Linked DNA regions of Sus scrofa: region 2 is linked to region 1. Evidence: chromatin contacts called from public Hi-C data. All regions are on one chromosome and are shown on one strand. The core of a region is the stretch at or near the end of the contact, and the rest is flanking DNA. Distances in the headings are between cores, read along the strand shown.

What was found. Hi-C and Micro-C count contacts between places; a contact is called where the count stands out from the background.
Region 2: a contact with region 1 is called in a Hi-C map of liver, with 2.1 times the contacts expected there. The contact joins the enhancer-like site here to the promoter of CREBBP in region 1. A contact is called at or near these places in 2 of 5 promoter capture datasets (fetal skeletal muscle and liver), 12 of 47 Hi-C or Micro-C datasets (embryonic fibroblasts, fetal heart ventricle, fetal skeletal muscle and 5 more) and 2 of 2 datasets of contacts at active chromatin or transcription factors (alveolar macrophages and skeletal muscle).

Annotation. Positions count from the first base shown.
Region 1 is chr3:38,384,842-38,390,924 of Sscrofa11.1, forward strand. CREBBP (CREB-binding protein) reads left to right here and starts at 3,525. Exons shown (of 31, transcript XM_005662184.3): 1 at 3,525-3,811. The coding sequence starts at 3,727.
Region 2 is chr3:38,467,718-38,473,800 of Sscrofa11.1, forward strand. It overlaps CREBBP (CREB-binding protein), which reads left to right. Exons shown (of 31, transcript XM_005662184.3): 4 at 3,207-3,447; 5 at 4,693-4,806. Among named protein-coding and RNA genes, the nearest start is that of TRAP1, 66 kb to the right of the region's middle. Within about 2 kb of position 2,159, at least 8 of the 83 cell types and tissues checked have an H3K27ac peak or open chromatin away from gene starts, as enhancers often do. A contact at or near this core is called in fetal skeletal muscle, liver and skeletal muscle, where this site is marked.

The sequences.
Region 1 (6,083 bases), core at 2,275-4,774:
TCCAGGGTCGTGGGAAGTGCTGATCCAAATGGAGCATGTGGCAGAGTGGTCTGACATACGGAAGGCACTCAACAGCATTGGCTCCCTTGGGTCTGGGTTGACCTTGGTCCCAAGCTCAGAGTGAGCAGGCAGGAACCAGGCCTCCTTCCTTGCTCTTCCCCCACTGATGTCTGAGCACACCGTTCTCTCTTTTCTTTCCTCCTTTCTTTCCTTCCTTCTTTCCTCCTTTCCTTCCTTCTTTCATTCTTTCTTTCTCCCTGCCTCCCTCCCTTCTTTATTTCCTTTTTGGCCATACCTGTGGCATTCTGAAGTTCCCAGGCCAGGGATCCAACCCGTGCCACTGGTCTTCAAACTCCCGTGGGTATGAGTATGCCCAGTCCTGACACATCCAGGTCATTTATGTCTGGGTCACAGGGACTGATGGCCTCAGTGTCCCCCTCGTCGGGGGAATGGTGTGAGCTGATTTGCCCACTGCTGTGTAAACCCAGGGACTCTGAGGGCCAGGTGGTGCCCCTACCCATCCAAGCAAAGCCTCAGGCCAGAGCCCATCCGTCTTCGTGTCCTGGAGGCCTTTAGGACTCAGGAGGACCTGACAGTTAATTCATTCATTCATCAAATTTTGCAAACCTATCTCTCGCAGGGCATGGCACTGTGACGAAGACCTGGCCCCCGCTCTCAAAGGGCCCGTGGACTCGTGATGACAGGGCCACCCAAGACACATTCGGGTACAGAAAGCTGCTGGCCCTGTGTTCCTCTGTGGCTCTGAACACCTCCTGGACTCCTCAGATGCTTCTGTTTATGATTTCTAGGGCTTCCTCTTTGGCCTCTTTGAATAGATAGGGATTTCTTTCCTTAGTTTTTGCCCCCAAAGATTAGCACAGTGGCAACACCTTCGGAAGATTCTCAAGGGATATTTGATGGAAAAATAAAAACACGAAGAATGAAATGACAGCGTACGGTGTGTGTGGTATGCCCTCACAGAGTATGCCCGCAAGTGTTATGCGACCCCTAAACCGGGCTGGGAGGGCTTCTTGGAACAGGTGATATTTGAACTGGGTCTTGGGATGAGTTAGAATTTGCCCAGCTCTAACTGGAACAGCTTTTGCAGAAGTATAAGGAAGTCTGAGTGGTGAGAACTTCCTAGCGGCTGTGTGGGTGTGGGGGAGTGAGGGTGGCGAGAGGAAGGGAAAGTGGAAGAGAGGGATGCAAGGGAGGGGGCTCAGTCAAGATTCTGAACAATACAGATAAATAGAAAAAAGGAGAGAGAGCACTCAGGCTTGACACTTGAAGACAATCAGTTTTTTTGGCATATATCATATATATACACACACAGTACTTTATGATATACACGAAACAAACTATACATGTTGTTTTCCACCCGAGACTATATAAATGTGTTTTTTTTTTTCCCTACATGTAGGAGCTATTTGTTTTAAGCAGAGTTCTTTCTTTTTCCAAGAAGTTAACTCAGGTGGTGCATTGGGAGAAATGCAGATTGTAAGGGACACTGAGGTGGGAAGATGCCACCACCCTGGAGAAGCAAGAAGACTCTGGGGGGAGTTCCCATTGTGGCGCAGTGGTTAACGAATCCGACTAAGAACCATGAGGTTGCGGGTTCGGTCCCTGCCCTTGCTCAGTGGGTTAACGATCCGGCGTTGCCGTGAGCTGTGGTGTAGATTGCAGACGCGGCTCGGATCCCGTGTTGCTGTGGCTCTGGCGTAGGCTGGTGGCTACGGCTCCGATTCAACCCCTAGCCTGGGAACCTCCATATGCCCCCCAAAAAAATAGCAAAAAGAAAAAAAAAAAAAGACTCTGGGGCAGTGGAACGAGGAGGAAGAGCCATTTGTCCAGGTAAAGGATCTGGGGAGGCAGGTTGCTTGGTGGGTGGAGGGAGAGGAGGACTCACAGAATTCTGGCTTAGGAAACAAACAGGTCGTTGGTGATACCCTTCAGATAAAGACGTGGGATGAAGCCCAGGCAAATTGTGAGAAGCAGATAATGAGCTGAGATGTGTGAACACCTTAGATTTGTGTGTAACTGTCCTGCGGATAGTGGGCACGCGGGCGGGCCTCCGGGGGAACCTCACACCTGACTGCAGCACCTGCGGGGTCCAGATGGTTGCGTAGGGCACGAGGGCCCTAAGCCCTGATGTAATGGGGCCTTCTGGGCCCGGCGCAGACTGAGTGTGCTTGGCTGGGAAGCAGCGCTCACCACTTCCCGGTGCAGGTGAGGGTGTCGGACCTGGGGCCCCTATTGCATCAGGCTGGGGAACAAGGGCTCAGGAGTCCTGCGTCCTCCTCACTTCACGTGGAGGCCTTCGAATCTCGGCCCTGCCACTTCCTGCCTCAGTTTCCCCATCTGCACTCGCTCACGGGCGGACCCAAGAGCAGTCTGTAACCTGCAGAGGCCACGACACAACGCTGGCATCCGGCGGGGAGAAGCTGCCAGCCCTGGTCACCGAGAAGGGTCGCGGAGCAGGGGCGCGGGGAGCCGGGACTGGGCAGAGTCGCCTGCGGGACGGGCAGGCCCGGGCGGCGCCAACTCCGCGCCTGGGGGCCCGGCTTGCTGCCAGGCCGCAGCCAGACCCCTCGCCGCCCAGTCGCCGTCAGAACAAAAGTGGCGGCGGTGCCCGGCGCCCGGCGCCCCGCAGGCCCGGCCCCCGCCGGGCAGTCTAGCCGCCCCGCCACTCGGCCGCACGACGTACGGCAGCCGCGCCTTCGGCCCTTTCCGTCCGAACGCGCTCGGCTCTTTCCGCTGCGGCCGGCGCAGGTGGAGGGGGCGGGGCGGGGGCCGTGCGTGGTGACGCCGCGGGGGGGGGTGACGCACCGGCGTGCCCCGCCCCCTCCCCCTCCCCGTTCAGGCTCTGGAAAGAGAAGAAAAAAAACTTTCTTTTTTTTTTAATTGAGGAATCAACAGCCGCCATCTTGTCGCGGACCCGACCGGGGCTTCGAGCGCGATCTACTCGGCCCCGCCGGTCCCGGGCCCCACAACCGCCCGCGCACCCCGCTCCGCCCGGCCGGCCCGCTCCGCCTGGCCCTCGGCGCCCGCTCCGGCGGCCCCGCTCGCCTCTCGGCTCGGCCTCCCGGAGCCGCGGCGGCGGCGGCGGCGGCGGCGGCAGCGGCGGCGGCGGCGGCGGCGGAACGGGGGGTGGGGGGGCCGCGGCGGCGGCGGCGGCGGCGGCCCCGCTTCGCTCATTGTTTTTCCTCGCGGCGGCGGCGGCGGCGGCGGGCCGCGGGCAGGGAGCGGAGCCCGGAGCCCCCCGGTCGTCGGGCCGCGAGCGAATTAATTAAGTGGGGCGCGGGGGGGGAGCGAGGCGGCGGCGCGGCGGCGGCACCATGTTCCCGGGGACTGCCTGAGCCGCCCGGCCGGGCGCCGTCGCTGCCAGCCGGGCCCGGGGGGCCGCCGGGCCGCCGGGGCGCCCCCGCCGCGGAGTGTCGCGCTCGGGAGGCGGGCAGGGGATGAGGGGGCCGCGGCCGGCGGCGGCGGCGGCGGCGGCGGCCGGGGGCGGGCGGTGAGCGCTGCGGGGCGCTGTTGCTGTGGCTGAGATTTGGCCGCCGCCTCCCCCACCCGGCCCTGCGCCCTCCCTCTCCCTCGGCGCTCGCTCGCGACTCGCGGCTCGCGCTCGCTCTCCCCTCGCAGCCGGCCGGGGCCGGCGCCGACCCCCGCCCCGGAGCCCTCGCCGGCCCCGCCGCCCGCGCTCGGGGCTGTTTTCGCGAGCAGGTGAAAATGGCCGAGAACTTGCTGGACGGACCGCCCAACCCCAAACGAGCCAAACTCAGCTCGCCCGGCTTCTCTGCGAATGACAGCACAGGTGAGTAGGGGGCCGGGCGGGAACAGGGGCCCCGGGGGTCGCTGACAGCCCTGCCCGGAGGTGAGTGCCCCCGGGGGACCCGAACTCGAGGGCGGGCGTGCGGGGCCCTTTCCCCGGGACCCCGGCCGCGGAGGGGGAAGTTTGTCGGAAGACTGCCTGGGGCCCGAGTGGGGCGGCACATGCCCGGTGCGCTCGCATAGCCCGGAGTTGGCGAGCCCTCCTCGCGTGGAGCCCGAGTGGTACTTCCAGGGGGGAAAAGTAAAGCGGAGCGTGTTTGTTCTGCGTGGTGAGTCCCTTTGCCACCCTCTGCCGCCGTGGGTCGACACACGCGTGGCTGTTTGAAGGGATGACAGCGGAGGGTGCGTTTGCCAGTGAGGGAAGGAAAGCGTGCAGCCCAAAGGGGACCCGAAATGTTTTCTGAATTGGTAGCACATTCACAAGGCAACCAGAAGACACGCAGAGCTGCAGCCAGCCTCTTGAGTTACGACTTAGAAGTTTTTTGGAATGTGCTGCTTGGGAAAAATGCTTAGTAGTTACTTTGAAAACTCTTGTTGTTGGTCTCCTGAGCTATCCCATTTTTCACAGCCCCAAACTTCGGAAGACGTCCTAAGTGGGGTGTTTAATTTCAAGACTGTAACTTCGGAAGAAAGTTAAATAGCAGATTGATCCGGGCTGCAATCTGCAAGTGAGCTTGTGTTGCTTTTACAGTGAAGATGTAAGAAGAAAAAATATGTTAAGGAATGGGGGAATTACAGTCTTCCTCCCTAGTTTTTTCGGTAGGATACTGAATAAATTCACTGTTTTAAACATCTTCCCTGGAAACTTTCTTAGGTGATCACATCAATTACCTAAGGGAAGTGTTTTAGTTTTCTATTCATTTATAGTTTTAGGTTCTTCTGGGCTGGTTCATGGTAGCGTTATGAACTAGTTGTATTTCCTCTTTCAGAGCTCTCCTTTGCGTTAAAAACTTGTGCGCTTCGGTGAACGATTTGATCCCCAGCGCAGCTTGCATTTCTCCACTGTGATCTTGCAGTAGCAGCATCTGTAAATCAGTTTATAATGAATGGGTCAGAATTGAATTATATTGCTGCAGCAGTGCCTTCAGATTTGCAGTAGACACAGCTGTTCAGCTTGTGCAAACATTTCTGTGACTGACCACTAGCGTTTTTCTGCTAGTGGTCTAAAAATCTATTGCTATTGTTGGAACAAAACTTGAGTTTTGTGGCTGCAGTTTTACTACAATTCCTAGACTATTTTTTAATGTAGAATTGAGAGAAAGTGTAAAAAAAAAATCATGAGATTCTTGTCTAGTTGAAATGAAATTTGTTGAAACAGTTGGAGAAGAGTCAGTTAAGTCTCATGGTGTATAAAAGTCACCAATAATACTCTTCTTTAAAAAAAAAAAACTGATGAAGTGTTGTGTTTGATGTTAATTTTGTAAAATCAGCTTATCTGAAATGAGAAATGTGAGAACAACCATGATTTCAATGCTCTGATTTTACTGCATTTAAAAAACTCTGATTTTACTGCAGAATAGCTCATCTTGGCTCCATTAATCTTGGCATGTTTGAGTGAAAAATCTTTAATCATATGAAATATAGATCATACTGGACAAGTTTGCTTTGAAGCTTGTCCTCTGAAACGTAACTTTTGAATGGCTTTGCAGCTTTGCTGTTGTTGATTGAGGTTATTTTAGACTTTGCTTTTTATACAGAGGGACAAGGGAGTTACGTGAGACGTAGCAGAAAGGCTTGTCCCACTGTAAACTTGTACCTCTTTTCAAGATGGCACCCAAAGGACTGGCTCTTGGGGCACTTCTGTTATTGGATGGTCAGATATCTACTTAATGTGTGGCTGATCACAGTAAAATTTATCAGAAAGGGTGGATTTTGACCACTTTTTTCCCTTTCTAATTTTGATCCTTTTGAGGCACTGGAGCTCTTTTGCTTTTCCAAATGTGGAACAAAAAAGTCAGTTTTAACAGCTCTGTTTAAATAATCCAAAGAATAAATTCACCTTTATATGTGTGTCGGGTCCTTGGTGGCGCGTTCGGCACCATCATGTCCCTGTGAGAGGGTCTCTTAGTGTCAGGGCCTTGGAAGGGCCCTCACTGAGCACATGAAGCAAGGTACAGCCTTGTCTCCCGTAACTGCTGGTCTGAAGCAGGGCTTAAGGATGTCTGTCAAGGCAAAGCAAGGACTAAAGGGATTAGATTACACGCAGTCAAAGGATCGAAGGCATTTTGTTAAATGGAAACATGGGGAGAGACCTG
Region 2 (6,083 bases), core at 909-3,408, 82 kb after region 1:
AGCAAAAAAAAAAAAAAAAAAAGATAAAAAAAGGGAAAGGAAAACACAGTTGCATTACTAAAAGTATACATTACTTTTAGGGGAATTTCCAGGTCTTTTAGGTTTTTTTGTTTGTTTGTTTTTTTGGGTTTTTTTTCCTGCTGTTCTCCCCACCACCTGGACAGTGGAGACTGAGCAGGAAACATGGTCGAGTCCGAAAGGCTGCTTCTGACGGATTTCTCCTAGCTCCTCTGTCTCACCGAGCATCAGTCTGACAGAGGAGGAGAGTCAGTGTGCCCCCGGTGCATAAGCACCTTGCAAACTGGCGCCGTGCCGGCACGTGGAGTTACGTGGGGCAGGCCAGGCGGAGGGTACAGGCAAGACTTGTCTCTGTTCCACTTTGCTGCTAACTCACCTTCACTCTCCAGTTGGTGTTTTTGACACATGGAAACAGCATAAGCAGCTCATGAAGCATCTCCAGAAGGAGAAAGGACCCAGGTTTGAATGTGCTGTATGGTTTCCAACCTCGATGTTTCTCCATGTTGAGGTTTCAACATAAGCCATGTATAGTTCAAAAGATGCTGTTAAGAACATCCCGGCTGAGAGGCAGTGTGTTCGTTTTTAGTAACTTTAAAAGTCTGTTATAGTTTAACGGTAAGATTGAGATTTTTACCAGTTTTTTTAATGTATTCCTTTGTATATTCCTTTCTGTATTTTAAGAAGCAGCAGGAGGACACGTGGCTGATCTCTTCTGTGAGCAGTGTCACGGGAAGATAGAAGGAGCAGGGTGGCGGGAGATGAAGAACCCTAAAGACAACAACCACATGAGGGTGTGGGTCTGAGTTGGGTCTTGATTTGTGCAAAGTGGCTCTAAAAGCCATTGGGGGGCAGATAGAGGACGTTGTGTATGGACTGGGTCTTAGCAGATGTCAAAGACGCCTTCCTCTGGTTAGATGTGCTGGTGGGATCCTTTCCTCTCTGCTTTTCCGTATGTTTGAGGTTTTAATGCGCTAGAGACCGAAACAAGGCTCATCTGAAATTTCTCACGTTCCTCAGTTCCTATTCCTGTCCACTGACTGCCACGTGGACTTTCTCGTGCGTGGAAATGAGCTGATCAATGCGGAAACATTTAACACGCAGATCGAATACTTCTGGGGGCATGATCACAGCCTGTTTTTATTGGAGTGTTGTTTTAAAGTGTCAGAAGAGGAGTTCCCAACACGGCGCAGTGGTTACCGAATCCAACTGGGAACCATGGGGTTGCGGGTTCGATCCCTGTCCTCACTCAGTGGCTTAAGGATCTGGCATTGCCGTGAGCTGCGGTATAGGTTGCAGACCTGGCTCGGATATGGAGTTCCTGTGGTTGTGGTGTAGCCTGGCAGCTGTAGCTCTGATTAGACCCCTAGCCTGGGGACCTCCATATGCCGAGGGTGCGGCCGTAGAAAAGACAAAAAAGGCAAAAAAAAAAACAACAAGAAAAATAAGTGTCCGAAGAGAAGGGGGTACCGTTTGTGCCCAGCCATGGGAGACTGGAAAATAAATGTAGAGCCGCACTTCGAGACCACGTCCTGCTGCTGCTTCACTGTAGGGGACAGAACCCAGAGTAACACTAAGCCAGATGTATTTATAAATGTGTAAGTTTACATATAAGAATATTGGTGACAGTTCAGACGTACTCATGCGCGTAGGAAAAAGAACTGGAAGGAGAAAAGCCTGGCTGTGCTTCCATAGCGGGCTCCCGGATAGCAGGATGTCATGGGGCCTGACATTATTTCTCTCGTTCATTTGCTCTCCGGATTTTCTATAGGGTGCATGTATTAATTACTTCTATAGTCAGGAAAAAAATAACCACAAGGAAATGTTTTCTCTCAGGAGTTCAGTCAGCGTGTCTCCCGTCAGAGCACTTGACCTCTTGGCCTGAACTTTGCTTTTGCTTTGGATCCTGGTTGGGTTTCCAGAGGCTGTGCTCCCGAGCAAAGCCAGGCGGCTTTTCTACAGACTTATTTTCTGAATTTTCATCAAAACTAAAACACTAAACCCTGTAACTTTTAAAAATGAGCTTTGGTTCAGTTTTTACAGTTGGTTTTCCCCTAATTGCAAGTGTACGGTTTGGACTCTCAAGTGGCAACACCAGAGTGGTGGCGGACCTGATGGACAGCACTGAGTGTTGTGGAACTGAGCCAGGAGTGTGACTGTCAGAGCAGGAGATAGAAATCCCTGGACTGCGGATCGTATTTCTGCATACTAGGAACTTCTCCAGTCCTCCAGTAAATCTGTCTGAAGTGTGCTGGTAATTGGTAAAGAGTAAGAAGGCTCCAGGGCTCCCTGGTGCCTCAGTAGGTTAAGGACCTGGCACCACCGCTGTGGTGAGGGTTCAGTGCCCAGCCCAGGCACTTCCACATGCCGAGGGGAGGCCAAAAAATAAAAGACAAAATAAAAGACGGTTCCATGGGTCGCCTTTTCTATTTTCATTGCAGTTAAGAGATATGGTTGGTCTGGCTTATTATTTTGAAAGAATGAAAGCAAATAAGCTCCATATTTATATCTTTAGGAGATCGTCAAATAATTAAAAAAAAATACTGTCCGCAGTCTGAGTGGAAGCTTTAATGGAGGACACAGCATTTCGTAAACATTAACAGTTGTACTGGATGGTTGTATTCAGGGTACGTGCTGTGTTCTTTTCGGAGAGGTGATGAATGCTGCAGGTATTGTCACCTTCTGGCCATCGGATTATGAAATCCCCAGGGTGGCTCTGATTCTTCTGCTCCATCAGATATTTGCAGTGGGTTCCCGTTGGTCAGACGTTGGCAATCTTTCTAATTCGGTTGAAGCATGTGAAATTGCCAGCATTGGAATTCATGTGGGCCTGCAGAAACAGCGGTTTCATATGGTTCAACCTGATATAATAGCAGCTTGTCCTGCACTTGTGTGTACTGTGGAGTGAATCGGATTTGGCTTATTACAGTGAAGAATAAGCCTCGCTTTCTTGCTCTGAGATGGTCATGCATAGATGAACTTTGCTCAGCCTTGCTTCAGAGTTGGTTTAATTTTGTGCCTCTGGATCTTCCTTAACGTTGCCAGTGAATTAAAGAGACGTCACCAGCTGCCTTCTCTCTGCGGCTCGTTTTCTCCATCAGCTTTAACATTCGTTTGAAAAATAATTAATGAACATGAATGGGAGCTCTGAACGCTTACTAAAATGTTTTTGTTAATTTGTTTGATTTTAGTCTCAGATGCAAACGTCGGTGGGAATTGTGCCCACGCAGGCGATTGCCACGGGCCCGACAGCAGACCCAGAGAAGCGCAAACTGATTCAGCAGCAGCTGGTCCTCCTGCTTCACGCTCACAAGTGTCAGAGGCGGGAACAAGCCAATGGAGAGGTTCGAGCCTGCTCCCTCCCACACTGTCGAACCATGAAAAATGTCCTGAATCACATGACACATTGTCAGGCTGGGAAAGCCTGTCAGGGTAAGTGCCGTTTTCTGACGTCCTGGCGGCAGAGCTCGGGATGAAATGTGGGTGTGTTTTCGGGCACCCCGCTTGTTAATGAGCTTCCGCAGCCCGAGCCCCCCCACACCGAGCACTCAGGGGCTCTGGACACCGCCTGCTGAGGAGCAGGGCCATCTGGTCATGTAATGCTCTCTGCACTCTGGCGGGCTGGGGCCGTGCCCTGCATTGGTTCTTCTGCACCTTCCTCTGTCCCGGAAGACCTTTGTCCCTTCTCGAGCACGGCACTCGCCGTCAACGCCCAGGTCACGGTTTTCCTCTGGACGGGGTCGCACTCGCACGCTTACGCCCTGCCCCTGAACCGGGAGCGCCTGTCTTGCGGTCGATGTGTGTGCCCCAGGTGTGGGCGCCGCTGGCAGAGCTGGCCCAGGTGCCTGACTGCGACGTGGGGAAGTGTGCACCGTGCCATCCCTGCCCCTCCTTTCGACGGGCGAGTCAGGTGCAGCCCGTGCCCCTCTCTGCTCTTCTGCGGCCAGCGCCTCGGCTCCCGGCCTGAGCATTTCTTAGGGGCAGTTCTACTTTCCTTAGTCTTTATTCTCTTTCCTGCTCTTCCTACTTGTGTTCCTCACGCTTGAGGAGAGGCTCCCGGATCCCCCTTTCCCTTTGTGACATGTGCCACCCTCATCCTAATGGAGAAGCAGAGGGGGTCATGCTAGACCTTTAGAGAGAAGCGAGAGCAGCTTCAGGCAGAAGCGAAGCTCCAGACTCAGGGGCCAGGCGCAGCTACCCTCTCGTGTGCTCGGAGGAGCGCCCAGGGTCCCCCAGAACCTCGCAGACTCTCATTGGCGTCTCTTCAACTCTCGTATTTAGGTGGTTTCATCCTTAAACATAATGTAACGTTTTTATTGTAAATAGTGACGTTCCAGAATTATTATTTGTTCTACCTTTCATTCCAGTCATGCAGTATTTCAGGTCAAGGACTTTCTGTTTTGTTTTTTTGGTCCGACCCTTATTCACCTTCATTCATAACATTGCTTCTGTGGGAAGTTTTTTTTTGTTTTTTTTTGTTTTTTTTTTTTATATTCTCAGCAGTTGACTTACAAACCTCTTGGAAACAGCCTGTTTGTAAGTTGAGGACTGCCTGCACTGTGCTGTGGTTACACTTGTTACCATTTTCTTATGGAAGCTGGCATTATAATTCAGATGTACTTGAAAGTGTGACGATTTGGATAGAAAAATAACATCTCGTTGTTTTTCTGGTCATAGTTGCCCATTGTGCATCTTCACGACAAATCATCTCTCATTGGAAGAACTGCACGCGACATGACTGTCCTGTTTGCCTCCCTTTGAAAAATGCCAGTGACAAGCGAAACCAACAAAGTAAGTGAGCCCTGGGGGTAGAGAAGTTTGGCGATGAGAAAATAAGCAATTTCTAAAGAGAGCACAGAAGCGTAGGGAGGAGGCAGGGCGGCGACTGCCGACCGCAGAGGCCAGGGGGGCAGAGACTGAGGAGGATGCTCGGCCGCGCGAGCAGACGGATGCTCCGTGTGCTCGGGGACGTGGTCCTTCTGGAATCCCCTCCCCAGGCTAGAGGCGCCCCGACAGGCCAGGGAGTGCGAAAGAGGCAGGTCGCTTTGGTCAAGGAGCCGACCTGACAGGTCCTCGTGCTTCGTGACAGATACTCCCTCCCCGAGGGTCTGAGGGTCATGTCACTGCAGTGACGGTGACTGACTGCGGGGTGAGGGTGGAGGAGAGTGGACACTGCTTTTGCACGTACCCTGGAGTAAGTTTTAAGGACCCCATGTCCTGGAAGAGTCAATCAGGCTGGGTCGGTGTAAAATCCCACAGGCAGACACCTGGGAGGGCTTCCTCCTCCGAGACGCAGTTCCGAGACCTCGTTGTGTCGCCGGCCGTCTGTTCAGCACAGACGTGAGTCTCTGTGCCAGGACTGGCTGCGTCCTGATTGTCGCCATTGCTTTGTCGTCTTCCACGTCGGTCTGTGTAGCCGTCAGCTGGTCGGTTCAGCGGCGTCCTGCTCAGGAGGCCTGCGCGCAGCCCCGGGCGCCGCCCCCCTCGCCCGCCCGCCCCCCAGCATTGGAGCAGGAGGGATGAGCGTCGCTCCTCGTTTGAGGTCCTCTCCTGCCATTTCAGCGGTGCAGCTGTGTCCCTCAGTGGGGCAGTTAGGACAAGCCCTTGAGTCTCATGTCGCCTGTAGGCTGCAGCTGCTCCCCCTGCCTCCCCAGACACCTGGAGGGTTTCCTCCTCTGAGATGCAGTTCCGAGACCTCGTTGTGTCAACGACAGTTTATTCTTCGTCTTCCTGCACCTGGTCTGTGCCCTCATGCCACCTCCCCTGTTTGTGGTCAGGTGCTCACTCCTCTCATTCCTCTTGATCACCTTCCGCCAGAGCCCACTGCTGCCTGCAGAACCCGTGCTGCACTTCCTTCTGGTTGTTCTGGTGGCAGCGGGAAAGGTGGCCATGCACGCGGTCTCAGAGAGCGCGCCCTGCAGCCCGTCTGCTTGCCTCTCACGAGCCCAGCTCCTCCTGAGCTGGGCCATGGGCCTGCCACCTCCTTGCCTCCCTGCACACACACTCAACCTAAGCCGCCTCTAAAAGTCACTCTCTTAAGTCAGTTAACTCACACTTGGATTAACCAA